Linked DNA regions of Mus musculus: all the other regions are linked to region 3. Evidence: chromatin contacts called from public Hi-C and HiChIP or PLAC-seq data. All regions are on one chromosome and are shown on one strand. The core of a region is the stretch at or near the end of the contact, and the rest is flanking DNA. Distances in the headings are between cores, read along the strand shown. Region 1 overlaps Gm31816 (a long non-coding RNA gene). Region 2 has its middle 54 kb from the start of Gm31816. Region 3 has its middle 94 kb from the start of Gm31614. Region 4 overlaps Cadm1 (cell adhesion molecule 1).

Region 1 (3,323 bases), core at 369-2,868, 540 kb before region 3:
GCCTTCTTTCCAACTCAGCCTCCAGCCAACCCACTTCTCAATTCTTCAGTGTGGAGCCACGTTGACTCCAGAATCCTGTCAGGTATGCCTTTGTGGAAATGAAAGTTGAGTATAGGTAGACCTACCTATTCTCTCTGACAGCATAGACTTTATTTTCCTGGTAGGAATCCTGACTGTGTTTTCATTTAAGTCTCTCCTTTGGCTCTGTCCCATACCTACCTCAGCATCTGAGATCCCTCTTGCTCTGAGATCCCTAGTGACTCAGGTAGGATCTACATTGAATCCATCACTGCGTGAGGTTCCATGGCTACTCCTGGCACTACCTGCTGGAGATAGGAATGGACAAAGGCCCTAGGGACTCTGGGTTCAGGCTAGAGAGAAAAGCAATTCTTTATGGTCACGCCTGTATGAATGACGTCTGGTTCTTGGAGGATGGGGTCCTGCTTCTTGGATTCTGCTCTTGCCATTCATCAGGCTACCCTAGTCATTCCATCCCGGGACACCCTCCAGAGTGCAGTACCCAGTCTGCTTTGGAGAACAATCACCAAATGGCAGGATGACATTGTCCCTTGTGAGACTCACCATGGTTTATACTTACCTCTGCTTATGCCAATGCCCTCAGGATGAAGCTGGGTTCTCCATTAGACAAAGGGACTGGGAGAACTCATCTCCAAGGGCCTGGGGCCTGGAGCCTGACCCTGAAGGAGACATTCCTACTCCATAAGCCCCAGCTGCTCTGAGACCTCATGTTGGAGAACAGAGCATCAAACACAGTCCGGAAGGTGCTGGAGGGCTCATTTCTTCTCTTTCCTTCCTCTCCACCCCCTCCCCATTTTTATTATTATTATTTTTTTTTATTAACAAGGATGAAAGTAAATGTGAACTCGAAACAATAAGGCATGGAAAATCACAGAAATAACTTAATTAAGTTTTTAAAGATTTCCATGCTTGAATAAATTAGCCTTCCTGCAAATGTCACAACATTCAGAAAAAAAAAATCGTAATCAATGGAGCACAATGCTCCCCTGCTCTTTATTTAAACGAAGGCTCCATTGGTGCGGCTCCTTTTACCCATGCTCCTCCCCAGCAGCTGCTGCTCCTTGGCCCCCTGGCTTCAGGCAAGGGCACCAGACTCTCGAATCAGCATATTCCATTCTGGCTGCTGGGAAAGAAGAAAGATGGAAGATGGTGGGTGGGGACGGGGCGGGGAGGAGCCGGCAGGGAGACTTTCCCTGGTCTGTGCTTGTCATAGTCCTGGCTATCTTTTACAAGGTAGCAAAGGCAAACCCCTCTTTAGAGTTTGAGAGTGTCTCCTAGACTGAGGACGATCCAAGCCTCAGTGCCAAGAGGGAGCATGATGGAAATTAGAAAGGACTCTGAAAAGCAAGGGCTTGTCACCTGTCATACCCTCTTCCTTTGCTCCCCTTTCCAGGCCTTTCCTCATAACCGGGGCTGCCAGAAACTGGAAGGTCTCAGGAATAGGCAGGAAAAGATGCTGGGAAAGGGAGAGGGCCCTGATGTCCAGCACGGCCTTCCTGCCTGCAGCTTCATGGATGGGTCTCCATGGTCTTCAAGGCAAGAGGGCAGCTTGCTAGGCTAATGAGTCCAGCCGCTGCTGATTTGAACAGCAAGTGATGTCATGCTGGCTGCCAGGCCCTGCTATAATGCAGCTGTCAGGGCCCCATGGGGAAAACTTGGGGAGAAATACGAGAAGCCTAAAAAGCAGCAAAAGGCCCAGTCAAGTGAAGGGAAATGGGATTACAGTAATGCTGAAAGCCAGCGCACTGGAGAATTAAAACGCTTTGTTTTGGAACCAGATTCTACTCGACCCAAGTTATTAAATTATTTATTGTTTGCCTCTCCAGTAATGGGAGAGATTGATGGTGTGTGTGTGGGATCAGGCAGGGCAGAAATTGCTTTAATTATCAGGTACATTTGGGGGGCACCCTGGGTCTAGGCTGGTGCCCCTGATGCTTGGGGTGGAGTGGTAATGTGATGGTCTGAGCTTAATTAGATCCGTCCGATGCATTTATGGTAGAAACCTAAGAGGAGCCCCATCTTGATCCTCCAGACTCACTAGATGTTTCATGACCTTAAATAGTTTTGCTTGTGTGGCACGGCTTGGTGTTAGGTAGCTATCCCCAGAGCTCCAGGAGCTCACGAGCTACCATCACACTGGGTGTGGGGTGAAGATGATTAAGGCTCGTGGAAGAAGATAGGGTAGGGTCAAAATATGGATGAGTCCCACACAGCCCATTTATCTTGGACACTGCTCATCCTTTGGCAGTGTTGGGAAAGCAGGGCAAAGATGACGACACATTTCACAGAAGAGGGATGGAGGCTTGGAACTTTGCCTGAGCCTTCCAGCGGATGAGTGGCAGGTCCTACTTGGCTTGGCTCCCGAGCCTAACCTTAATGTCTTTGCTATTGTACTTCATGGCTTCAGGGATAAAGCAAGACAGAAAGGCGGGGAAGTGAGGTTGCTAAGACTTTGGCTCTCCTCTGTCAGTTAGCAAAAGTCTAATCTTTCTGTAGATGTGGACCGGCTCCTAGTCAACTGGGCTCAGCTGGAAAGGAGCAGTTCAAAGCTGCCTGTTGATTGGTGGATGGATTAATCCAAGGTGGCTTAAGGATAGGGACCATCCTCTTAATCCTGAACCTCAGGATTAGCTGGTTTATGATCCAGATCCAGGGGGCTCTCAAAAACCAAGATCAGAGAGTCGAAGGATACCTGGGCCCCTCCCCCTGGCTCTTCCTAACGTCTAATGGGTTGTCAGTGCAAGGGACCAGTGATCTGATCCTTGGTTTCTGACCTGACTTCACAAGGAGTGATGATAAGGAAATCACCCTCAAGTCAGCTTAGTACCCTGCCCTCGAAGTCCTGAGACTCACAAGGCTTGAGACCATCCACAGTACTAGCAGTTGTGTGTCCACCAGTCAGGAGTGCCAGGGAAGCTGATTGCTATTGCCACAGCGACTGGAAGCAAAGGTCTGGGTGAAATGCTTTGCCTCCTCAATTACTGCTGCTCTTCCTTTTCCTGCAGATTTGGGGACTCTTCTGTTAATAATGACCTTTTTGGATTTATGCCCAGGACTTAGAGATATTATCTTCGGATCCAGGTAATGAGGTCGCAACTGATCCTGAACAAATGGAGGAAGTTATTTAATAATTATAACGCGCTGTCTGAGGGGGGACCTTTCATTTGTTGGGATGAGAGACATCTGTTTATCCTCACTCTCAAGCAGAAGATTGTGATATTTCGGGGTTAATTCTGGATGGAATCCAGTTTGCTTTCTGCCTTTGTTGTTTTGTCTTGGCTTTG
Region 2 (3,004 bases), core at 29-2,528, 690 kb before region 3:
GCTTGCATGCCATATGAATTATGTCACTTACCCTCACATATGCCCATATACACTTCAGAAAATCTGATCTCTGCTTTGTGCTGCATGTGTGGGGTGAGAGGTTCTTACAGATTATAGTGTGGCCTCTGGCTTCAAAGAGCATTAGGGACTGTCCCCTAAAGGTCCAACGGACAGAATGCACGCGCTGTGCAAGGGTCAGCAGAAGCTAGAGCAGGACCCAAGTGCCCGGGAAATGTCTGTAACCAGCCTCATTCCATAAAAAACAAAGACAAAAATCACAGGTGATACACGGGTCAACAGGCTCTCTCTATGCTCAGGACAAGCATAGAGAAGAAGAGACTCTTCAAAGCCTCAGGTGCTGGTCCTCCATTGGATAAGCAGCCTTGCTGTGTGTGAGCTTTGCAGAGAGGAAGGTAGACTCAGAAGCCATCCAATCACAGGCCTGTGGCCTCCTTCCCCACCTTCCACTCTACCAATTCTCCTCCTCTTGATTGTCAATTAAAATAAACAGCCTTGCATTCCACAGCCTGGTTTCAATCTATCTTGGCTGGGAGGATGCGGGCAGATTTGTGGCAGTGCCCGAAAGTCCTTGCTCAACCTTTTTAATATCTGAACAAAGCAATCAAACCCGATAAGATCTAGCAAAGGCAAGAACACTCTTCTATCCCCAGAATGGAAGCTGATTAGTCCATGGCCCACATCATCAGAGTTATTGTGCCATGTGAAATTTATTGGTGCTATCTCACCTCATTAAATACTTAAATAGACCTGACAGGACAGAAAAACGGGCTTTTTAGTTCCCCCGCACCCCATCCTCCAGGCAAAGGGGCTGGCATTTCCCATGTTCCAGTTCACCTCTGCTACAGCTGTTGGCAGGGAAATAGGAAAGCAGAGTGCTGCATGAGATGGAAGATTCTGGATGGCTGTGTGGACTCCAGAGATCCTCCAGCTCTGTCTTCAAGATCCCCACCTATGCACATCCCCGTGGGAACAGATAAAGAGCAAGACAGGGGACCATGGTGCTTCGTCTCTTTGCTGAGTTACCCAAGTCCGTCAGCCTAGTCAGAGGCTTGTCAGGCAGTGTGTGCATGTGGGGTGTGTGTGTGTGTGTGTGTGTGTGTGTGTGTGTGTGTGAATGTGTGTGTGTTGAGTGGGGGTAGGGTCAAGGGTGAATGAGCTGCAAAACAAAGAACTCTCAGACCCTCCTCCAGCCCCGGGCTTGTGTTCTTTATTTAGCAAATAGCCCTGGCATTGGCCATAGCTGGACCCAGGCCAAGGCCAGGATTTCCCTAGATTCTGAGCTAGAGAATTTGGCAGTCTGGCAACACTCTACAGAGAGCCACTAGCCTGAAGGTTTCAAACAAATTACAAATGATGAGCAGTGAGTGTCAACAAATGTGGATGTGTGTGTCATGTGGGCCTTGCCTCTCCCCCGCCCGCCCCCATGATGGGAAGTGTGTATGTGTGTGTGTGTGTGTGTGTTGCATTAATCCAGCACAGAAAATCAGGGACTGGAGAAACTTTGCAATCTACAAAATGTTCCAGAGAGGGTCGAGTGAAGAAATGAATGACTCTTCCTCATTTATCAAGCCAATTTTATCCTCAGCCAAGGAGATTTGGGACACAGTCTCTCTACATCCCCTTCCTCTCCTCAGATCTCCACCTGCTGTGAAGGTCTCTTTTCTCCAGCTGTTTCCCTCTTCCAGCCTAGGTCCTCGTTTGCACCTTGTTAATAACATGGGCAAGGGGCCAGGAAGCAGCTCCCGGGCGCCTTCCGTTCCTAATGTCCTAAATGGCCATGACACTGCGCTTAATTTCCGTTTTAGTGCAACTGCTGGCAGGACATCAGTGGGCTGAGACCTGGGTCCTGTGACAGGATCTTCAACAGCGACCATCAGCCTCCCTGTAATTAGATGCTGCTTGGAGTCTGCTGTCCTGTAGTGTGGGGAGCTCTGTGGACTTATGTAACTGTCCCTCTGTTCAGAGCACAAGGCTTTTTACAACCTCGGAGTCTCCCAGCGTTGAAACAGCTCTAATCCCCTGCCCACCCTGGGAGGGAAAGCAGGCCATGGCCAGATGGGTTATCTGTGTTATCGGTTTAGGATAGTGTGGGACATGTAAAACCCTGGGCTACTGCAGAAAACCATGATGGTTGATATTTACCAACTGGGGAGCTTTGCTTTTTATCTTTTCTGGAATGTTCCACGGTGGATTTTAGGAAATGAAATGGTCAGGAGACATTGACAGGGGTTTGGCTGCCTTCAATGCACATAAAAAGTGTTAAACAGGACACATGCTTGCAATCTCATCCACTCAGATAACTGAGTCAGGATGATCCCAAATTCACAGAAGGCATGACTGGGATACTGAGTGAGTTCAAGTCCAGCCTGGGCAATTCAGTAAGACCCAGTCTCAAAATAATGATGGTGGTGATGGTGATAATTATGATGATGATGACGACGACCATGATGACAAAGACGATGATGATGATGAAGACAACACGATGATGACTGGGTATATAGTTCCATGGTAGAACACTGACCTAGAATGTACAAGGTCCTGGGTTCAATCCTGTGCTACTGAATGGATAAATAATAATAATAATAAATAACATACAGTTTAAAAGTCAAGTAAAGAAATAAGGAGATGGCTCAGTGAGTAAAGAGCTCGCCATGCAAGAATGGAAACCTGAGTTTACCCTCAGATCCCACGTAAAGCCAAGCACAGCAGTGCGTGAGCCCAGGACTCATCAGGCATTCGGGAGGTAAAAGCAGGAGAATCCCTGGAAGGCTCAGACCAGCTAGTGTGGCATATGCCCAGTAAACACCAGCTACAGCCTGTCTTAAATAAGGTAGAGGTGAGGGCAGATACATCAGAGGTTGTGCTCTAAACCCACCATGTGCATGCCTGTATGCATACACCCCATCCCCCCAAAGATAAGCAAATGGTTGCCCTATAGTCACAACGAAGGAATGCCAATCATGGCAAGAACTTTCTTGAAACA
Region 3 (3,043 bases), core at 435-2,934:
TCCTCGTCTAATCACGAGTGGAAGTTTCCTGGACTGGGCAGTAGACAGGCACAGGAAAGCCAGTCCTGCAGAGACCACCCCTTTTCAGGAGCCCGGGCAAGACAAGGGACCCCATCAGAGGGCAGAGCAGCTCAGGATGCCCCTGACACACACCTCAGACTGCCGTGCACCCTTGCCTGTATGTTCCTGTGTGTTAGGTTCACCCCCATGCTGAGGGTTCTGGTTTGGGTGGCCATCCCTTCCTGTGATTCAGAGGTCCTCACTTCCGCATCCTTCTCTTCTCTGTCTTCAGTTTGCAATTCACCCCACCTCTCTTTTCCTTCCCCCCTTTTTAGGGAGGATCACTTTCATTCTATTTGTTTTCTCCTTCCAACCCCACTATGCTGTCTACCCAACACCAGCACACACAGTGGCTTCCCCAGACCTATCTCTCCCATGTCTTCCATCTGGGTAGGAAAGACATATTTTGATTCACATCTCAACCACCTTGTCCCCCAGTAGCCACCTCTCCTGCCTTCCTCTCCTTCCCCTCTCTATACTCTTTCTTCTCTGCTTTCCTACTCTCCCTCCTAACCCTTCTTTCTCTTCTCTCTGCTTCCCTTCTCCTGTCTCTGCAAGCTGTAGTTCAGATTCCCAAAAACAACAGAAGCACCACGCCCTATTATGACTCCCAACCAGGCTGGTGAAACTCTCCTAATCTCAGAGGGAGGCTGCCCATGAATGAAGAAATGAGGCACCAGTGGGAGAAGGGAGAATGGGATGGGGGTGAGGCTGGTAGACAGTCCAGGCTGGGGAGTGGCAGAGCTTGGGAAGATGGCCTCCCTGGCCCCTTGGTTGAGAAGAGCAGAAAATGCTGCTGAGTCACCAGTCCTGAGACAGTGCAGGCTTAGCTGGCAATGGGGCAGGGGACTCTGAACACTGGCTCAGGAATGGAGGCCTCTGGAGCTGCTGGAGACAAAGAGGCCAGTGCAGTATGCCTCCACCTCCCTAAAGGACCTGGTGCCTCCTCTTCACTTCCCAGTGATCCAGGCCAGAGCTTACAGGTCTCCCCTACTCCTGCAGCTACTTGGCCTTATCTCTATTGTGAGCAATTGACCAGGACTTGGATCTCTTGATGCAGAGATAGTCCTAGCTAACCAGTGTTCTGTTGTTTCTAGGGGTCCCTCAGAGAGATCCCAGGGTGCTGGAGGAAGGATATTGTTTACATGCCCCTAAAAGGGTAGGTAAGGTGGCTGGCGCTCAGGCTAGCTGCTCTAGGTGGATACTTTGTGGAAGTCTGGTTAGTGAGTAGGAAGGAATGAACCACCAAAATATACATGCATGCTCCATGCCCTAAGCCAAAACCAGCAGCTAGGAGCTACCTGCAGAAGCAAAGTGCAGAGAAAGTCACCAAGGATACCAGATCCTATTCTGGTCAAATCAGCACTCCTTGCTCCAGGGGGCGCTCTGTTCAAACATCTGCCATCTGCCTCTAGGCACTTTGAGAACAAGGTCCCCCAGAAACAGAATCCAGCAGGAGTCCAGTAACAGTTTGAGAGGTCTGGTCCCTGCCTCTGAAGCCACACACATGCCGCTGAACAAGCCCGGGACCTCAGGCTGATTTGGCACCCTCAGACCCCTCTGGCCATTGCCAGGTAAGTACTCCAAGCAATACATCTATGTAGAGCAAGCCTGCCACCTGGTGGAAAGGCCATCCAACTGCAAGCCGGGGTTTCTCAGGGTGGTTCTGTCCAGTGTCTGGGGTTCCATAGCACAGGCGTCCATCCACCCGCTCCTGATAGCAGTACCTCCACAAGAAAAGACAGATCCCTGCCCCAGTCCTTCTGAAAGTTTTGTCAGTACAGATGAGCAGAAGGTAGGGACGAGAGGAGTTCAAAAGGCTGAGGCCTGTTTGGAGCAGGTATTTGGTGCCTCCTGGTTGGCTCGTCCCTGGACATGAGTGAGGAAGTGACAGAGAGAGGCTGGATTCCAATCCTAGGTCCCTGCTACCCATCAGCGGAACAATTGCCTCCTTCCTTGGACACAGGGCCCCTCGGCAGACACATGGGCAGATGAGTAAGAGGCTATTCCAAGCCTAAGTGTTACAGCCAAGGCAGGCCAAGGAGAATCCATGGGTAGATGGGACATGTTAGAATAATCCCATCCAATGGAGGTGGCCCCATATATCCCAAGTACTTGTGTCTTCCTGTTCCTTTCACACACACACACACACACACACACACATTCATCTAAAAATTATATTTTATTACTGATTTGACATAAAGATTGAGATATATTAGAATATTTCTCTCAGCTTAAAAGTTTCTTTTCCTCGGGCCTTAACAGAAGTTGAAACGATGTTTACTGCCAACTGTGCCTAGTGGAGAAATCAGCCTGTGTCCGTCCATGACATTTAACCCTTTGCAGGAAGCAGAAAACCATCACCACCTACAGGCATTCGTCAAAGTCTCCCATTCTTCTCCAGAAACCCCTGGATTGCCATTACACAAAAACAAGAGCTGGGGGTTCCCCACTCCTAGACCAGCAGCCTCTTCTTGCCCAGCCCTTACGCTGAAGCCAAGCCACCACCATTGCAGGCCACCACCACCACCATCATCATCATTGTAGGCCACCTTCCCCACCATTGCAGGCCACCACCATCACTGTCACTATTGCATGCCACCACTACCATCATCACCGCCGCTGCCACTACCGCCAACACTTACATCAACACTACCATTGCCACCACCATCACTGCCATCACCACACAGCTATCTCCATGACAGTTCTTTGGTCTGCTGTTTTATTAATGCCTAATTTCCAATCTTCAAGAAGAGAGAGAGCCTTAAACCTTCATCCCATGAACCCAGCAATCACACAGATGATCCAAGCATCTCTGGACAGCCTTTAATTTATTTCCCAGTGCATGCAGGCACTGCTGAGACTTGATAGCACCAGCTTAAATGTAATAAATTACTCAAGTACCACAGATTAGTTAATAAAGCCCCAAGCTCCCTCTCTGCCCCTGCTGACTGGGATGGCAACATCAGAGATTCCTTAGAAG
Region 4 (3,021 bases), core at 475-2,974, 1.0 Mb before region 3:
CCTTCAGCTTTTGTGTTTTTTATAGCCATAAAGCTCTAATCCTTGAGCCACTGTTGATATCCCTAAGTGGAGGTGGGTTTTCTATCTACTGGAGGACTATCTGTCCGATTCTCGCAATCAATTCATTTCTATTAAAGATCATTTTACATTGGGTATGGTATCTCACTTTTAAGTCACACAGATGGCCCTAAACATAACAGATTGATGTGACTAAGTATTTATCAAATGAATTAATGAATAAAATTTGAGTTAAATTCCTGAATTATTACACCCCTCCTGTTGAAAATACAAATCAACTTTGAGCAGATTGTGAAAAGCCAGTAGTACCAAGTTCTCCTGAATTGAGTGCCTAATACCTTGAGTATTCCCACAGCGCGCTACATTCCTCACTGTGCAAGAGTTTGGCTTTGAAGAATAAATTAGCACAAGGACTTCACTGGGTATGTGATCGAAAATTAACTTCTTATAAAATGGCTCCGTTCGAATTTATTAGAAAGCACTCTGTTTTACTGGTTTTTTGCTTTGTGAGAAATTTTGTGTTTGCCATGATCAGAAATGGTGGGAGGCAGAGCAGCATCGACAGAGCTGTCTAGGATCAGAGAGGCCTGGATGATGCAATTAAAAGGTGGACAGACAGGTAGACAGATGTTCAGCTGCATGATCAGGAACAAGATTGTATAAAAAGGCTTCTTTGATCATTAGAGAAGCCTCTATAATGAAGCCCTGGATACCCACTCGGTGTTTGTGGCGGCTCTCATCTCCAGCAGGTGTCTTAGAGAGAAAATACCGCAAACACAAACAGATCCACTGCCAGCTAGTCAAAGCTGCTTGGCATTTCTTCCTGTTGATTAAGCCACAAATAAAATCATACGTGGTGTGCTTCTGACACAGGCGGGGTGTACAGTTCCCAATAGTTACAGAATACATCTTGCTGAAATGTTTCAGGATCTGTTACTCTACTGGGATCAAGAAACTAATTTCTGTTCAATAGTGTATCCTATGTGATCCAGAACATTCCCCAGGGCAACTACTAACATGACAGTGAGTAGAGTGCCAAGATGGATTTAAATGCCTAACACAGCGCAAGATGGTATACTCAGAAAATGCAGGTGTACTGTGAAGGCAGTAGGCAGGACACTGGGACTTAAGAATAATTATCTCTTAGTTATTTAGAAGAAGAGAAAGCCACGCTAATATGGAGGAGCTAGCATGGCAGACCTAAACGCCATTCACATTTGACTCTGAAATGCACTGCATGGTCCCTTAGAAGTCACATTGGCCTCTCACTTCATTTCTGTAGAGTTGAAAATGAGATTGGCTTCTCAGATCACACACAGGCAGAATGTACAGTTCACGGACCGTTACAGATGCACCAGCAATGGCAGATGTGGGTGCCACACACCAACCGACAAGGCCAGAGGCGCTGATTAGGGGTTTGTTGGGAATAAGCCACAAACAAAAGGCTTGAGCACAAGTCTCAGCAGTGTCGCCGACACCCTTCTGTAGTAGGTGGGCGTGTCAGTGCACCCCTTGCCTTGGTTCCTCATCTGAGACATGAAAACAACCCAACACTTGTTATCTGTCTAGAAGGGTTTTGAGAGAAAGAACAGCTATGATGCTGTAAGAAGCAGTATGACTCACAGTGGCATGGTTTCTTACAGAACCCGTGGACTGATTCTGGCTCCAGGGTTAGGCTGAGGGGGAAGAGAAAGAGCAGAAGGCAGAGAGAGAAAGAGGAAGAGATCTAGTCATTAGATCCTATTTTTAAGGCTCGGGGTAGGGGTGGGTGTCTCAGTAAATCACACTTTCGGAGACAGATGATCCTTTTGAACCACAATTTCTCCTTTCAGGGTCATCTCTTGGGCTCGTGAGAGCTTTCGGTGTTGCGTGCCCATGAATCACCAACCTTGTTACAAATGCACAGCACAGCTCGGAAGGACCAGGGTGGTGGGTCTCTGATGAAGAGATGGAGACAACACTGGCAGCTACAGGTTGGAAATCAGCCAAGTCGCCACAGTGGTTGCAACACTTTCATACATTCTCTGTTACCGGGGAGTTTATTCTCAGCACGTGCTTTAATTAGTCATCTAGCATCATGTGGTCATTGCTAACCACACTTGTGCACCATACAGAACAAGAGCCAGATGAGGGGAATGGCTACACTTCTCGCCAATAGTAGTTCTGTCTGCCCTGGATTTCCACGAGCGGCCCTTTTGCTCTACAACTTGAAATCTCAATATTAGAGTTCCATTTGTGATGTCACCTGAACACTGTCAGGTCAGACTCTCTCAGAATACTAATATCGAGAAGATCACCATGACATCTGCCTGCTGTAGGTAACAATGACCAGCCATAAAGGTGATCTGAAATTGGCTTCTCTTTCAAGATATCACTAACTCAAATTGCTTTTGTCATAGTTCTTTTCAAAAAAAATATTTTCAATTTAGAACTGGAAGGAAACATGAAAGAGTGGGCCTGACTGTCCGTGAAGTTCACTGCTATTGCCGTGCTAAATGTGCAGACTGAGCCGACAAATGAAACACGACAAATGTGTTCTCCCTTATGCCCGAGTATGGTATTTAATACAGTTGAAAATGGTTTATTTTTATCTTTGACAAGACCAGAAATGGCCAATGACTTTATCTGCAGATGGGATATCCTCAAAAATATTATTTTTCTAACCCATAGGAGAACAATTTTTTTTCAGAGTACACCAGAGGTTAAAAAAAAAAATTGATGAACACAGTGTATGCATATGTTCCCCTGTCAACCACAGTAAAAGATCAACCATCAGTGGCTCCTAATACATTCTAGAAATAGCAGCTAGAAATACATAGGACTGGCAAGGCAGGCTGCTATGGAAAGGCCTTGGACAGTGTTCCCTCTCAGGAGATATTTATAAAGTATATCGCATCTCCAAGTTGGACTGCTTTATTATTTTGAGACTCATTCTCATATTCCCGCAGAGTTTTGCAGCTTGACCTATTTGTCTTAAGGTTGGACTGCATTATACATTCTTAA

What was found. A called contact is a pair of places that touch in the nucleus more often than the background predicts. HiChIP or PLAC-seq counts read pairs in DNA pulled down with a chosen protein or histone mark.
Region 1: a contact with region 3 is called in a Hi-C map of the N1E-115 cell line, with 16 times the contacts expected there. The contact joins two enhancer-like sites. A contact is called at or near these places in 5 of 484 Hi-C or Micro-C datasets (the N1E-115 cell line, cerebral cortex, lens fibers and 1 more) and 4 of 115 datasets of contacts at active chromatin or transcription factors (VIP interneurons, embryonic basal ganglia and embryonic stem cells).
Region 2: a Hi-C map of the N1E-115 cell line shows a contact between it and region 3, with 6 times the contacts expected there. The contact joins two enhancer-like sites. A contact is called at or near these places in 5 of 484 Hi-C or Micro-C datasets (the N1E-115 cell line, cerebellar granule neurons, cerebral cortex and 2 more) and 2 of 115 datasets of contacts at active chromatin or transcription factors (embryonic basal ganglia and neural progenitor cells).
Region 4: a contact with region 3 is called in an H3K27ac HiChIP or PLAC-seq map of SST interneurons, with 10 times the contacts expected there. The contact joins two enhancer-like sites. A contact is called at or near these places in 1 of 484 Hi-C or Micro-C datasets (stem cell-derived primordial germ cell-like cells) and 4 of 115 datasets of contacts at active chromatin or transcription factors (SST interneurons, embryonic basal ganglia, embryonic stem cells and 1 more).

Annotation. Positions count from the first base shown.
Region 1 is chr9:47,278,651-47,281,973 of GRCm38.p6, reverse strand. All of the region lies in intron 3 of Gm31816 (a long non-coding RNA gene), which reads left to right. Among named protein-coding and RNA genes, the nearest start is that of Gm39332, 37 kb to the right of the region's middle. Within about 2 kb of position 1,618, at least 37 of the 459 cell types and tissues checked have an H3K27ac peak or open chromatin away from gene starts, as enhancers often do. A contact at or near this core is called in the N1E-115 cell line, where this site is marked.
Region 2 is chr9:47,421,200-47,424,203 of GRCm38.p6, reverse strand. No RefSeq gene overlaps it. Among named protein-coding and RNA genes, the nearest start is that of Gm31816, 54 kb to the right of the region's middle. Within about 2 kb of position 1,278, at least 68 of the 459 cell types and tissues checked have an H3K27ac peak or open chromatin away from gene starts, as enhancers often do. A contact at or near this core is called in the N1E-115 cell line and cerebral cortex, where this site is marked.
Region 3 is chr9:46,734,377-46,737,419 of GRCm38.p6, reverse strand. No RefSeq gene overlaps it. Among named protein-coding and RNA genes, the nearest start is that of Gm31614, 94 kb to the left of the region's middle. Within about 2 kb of position 1,684, at least 27 of the 459 cell types and tissues checked have an H3K27ac peak or open chromatin away from gene starts, as enhancers often do. A contact at or near this core is called in the N1E-115 cell line, SST interneurons and cerebral cortex, where this site is marked.
Region 4 is chr9:47,732,899-47,735,919 of GRCm38.p6, reverse strand. All of the region lies in intron 1 of Cadm1 (cell adhesion molecule 1), which reads right to left. Among named protein-coding and RNA genes, the nearest start is that of Gm10677, 84 kb to the left of the region's middle. Within about 2 kb of position 1,724, at least 77 of the 459 cell types and tissues checked have an H3K27ac peak or open chromatin away from gene starts, as enhancers often do. A contact at or near this core is called in SST interneurons, where this site is marked.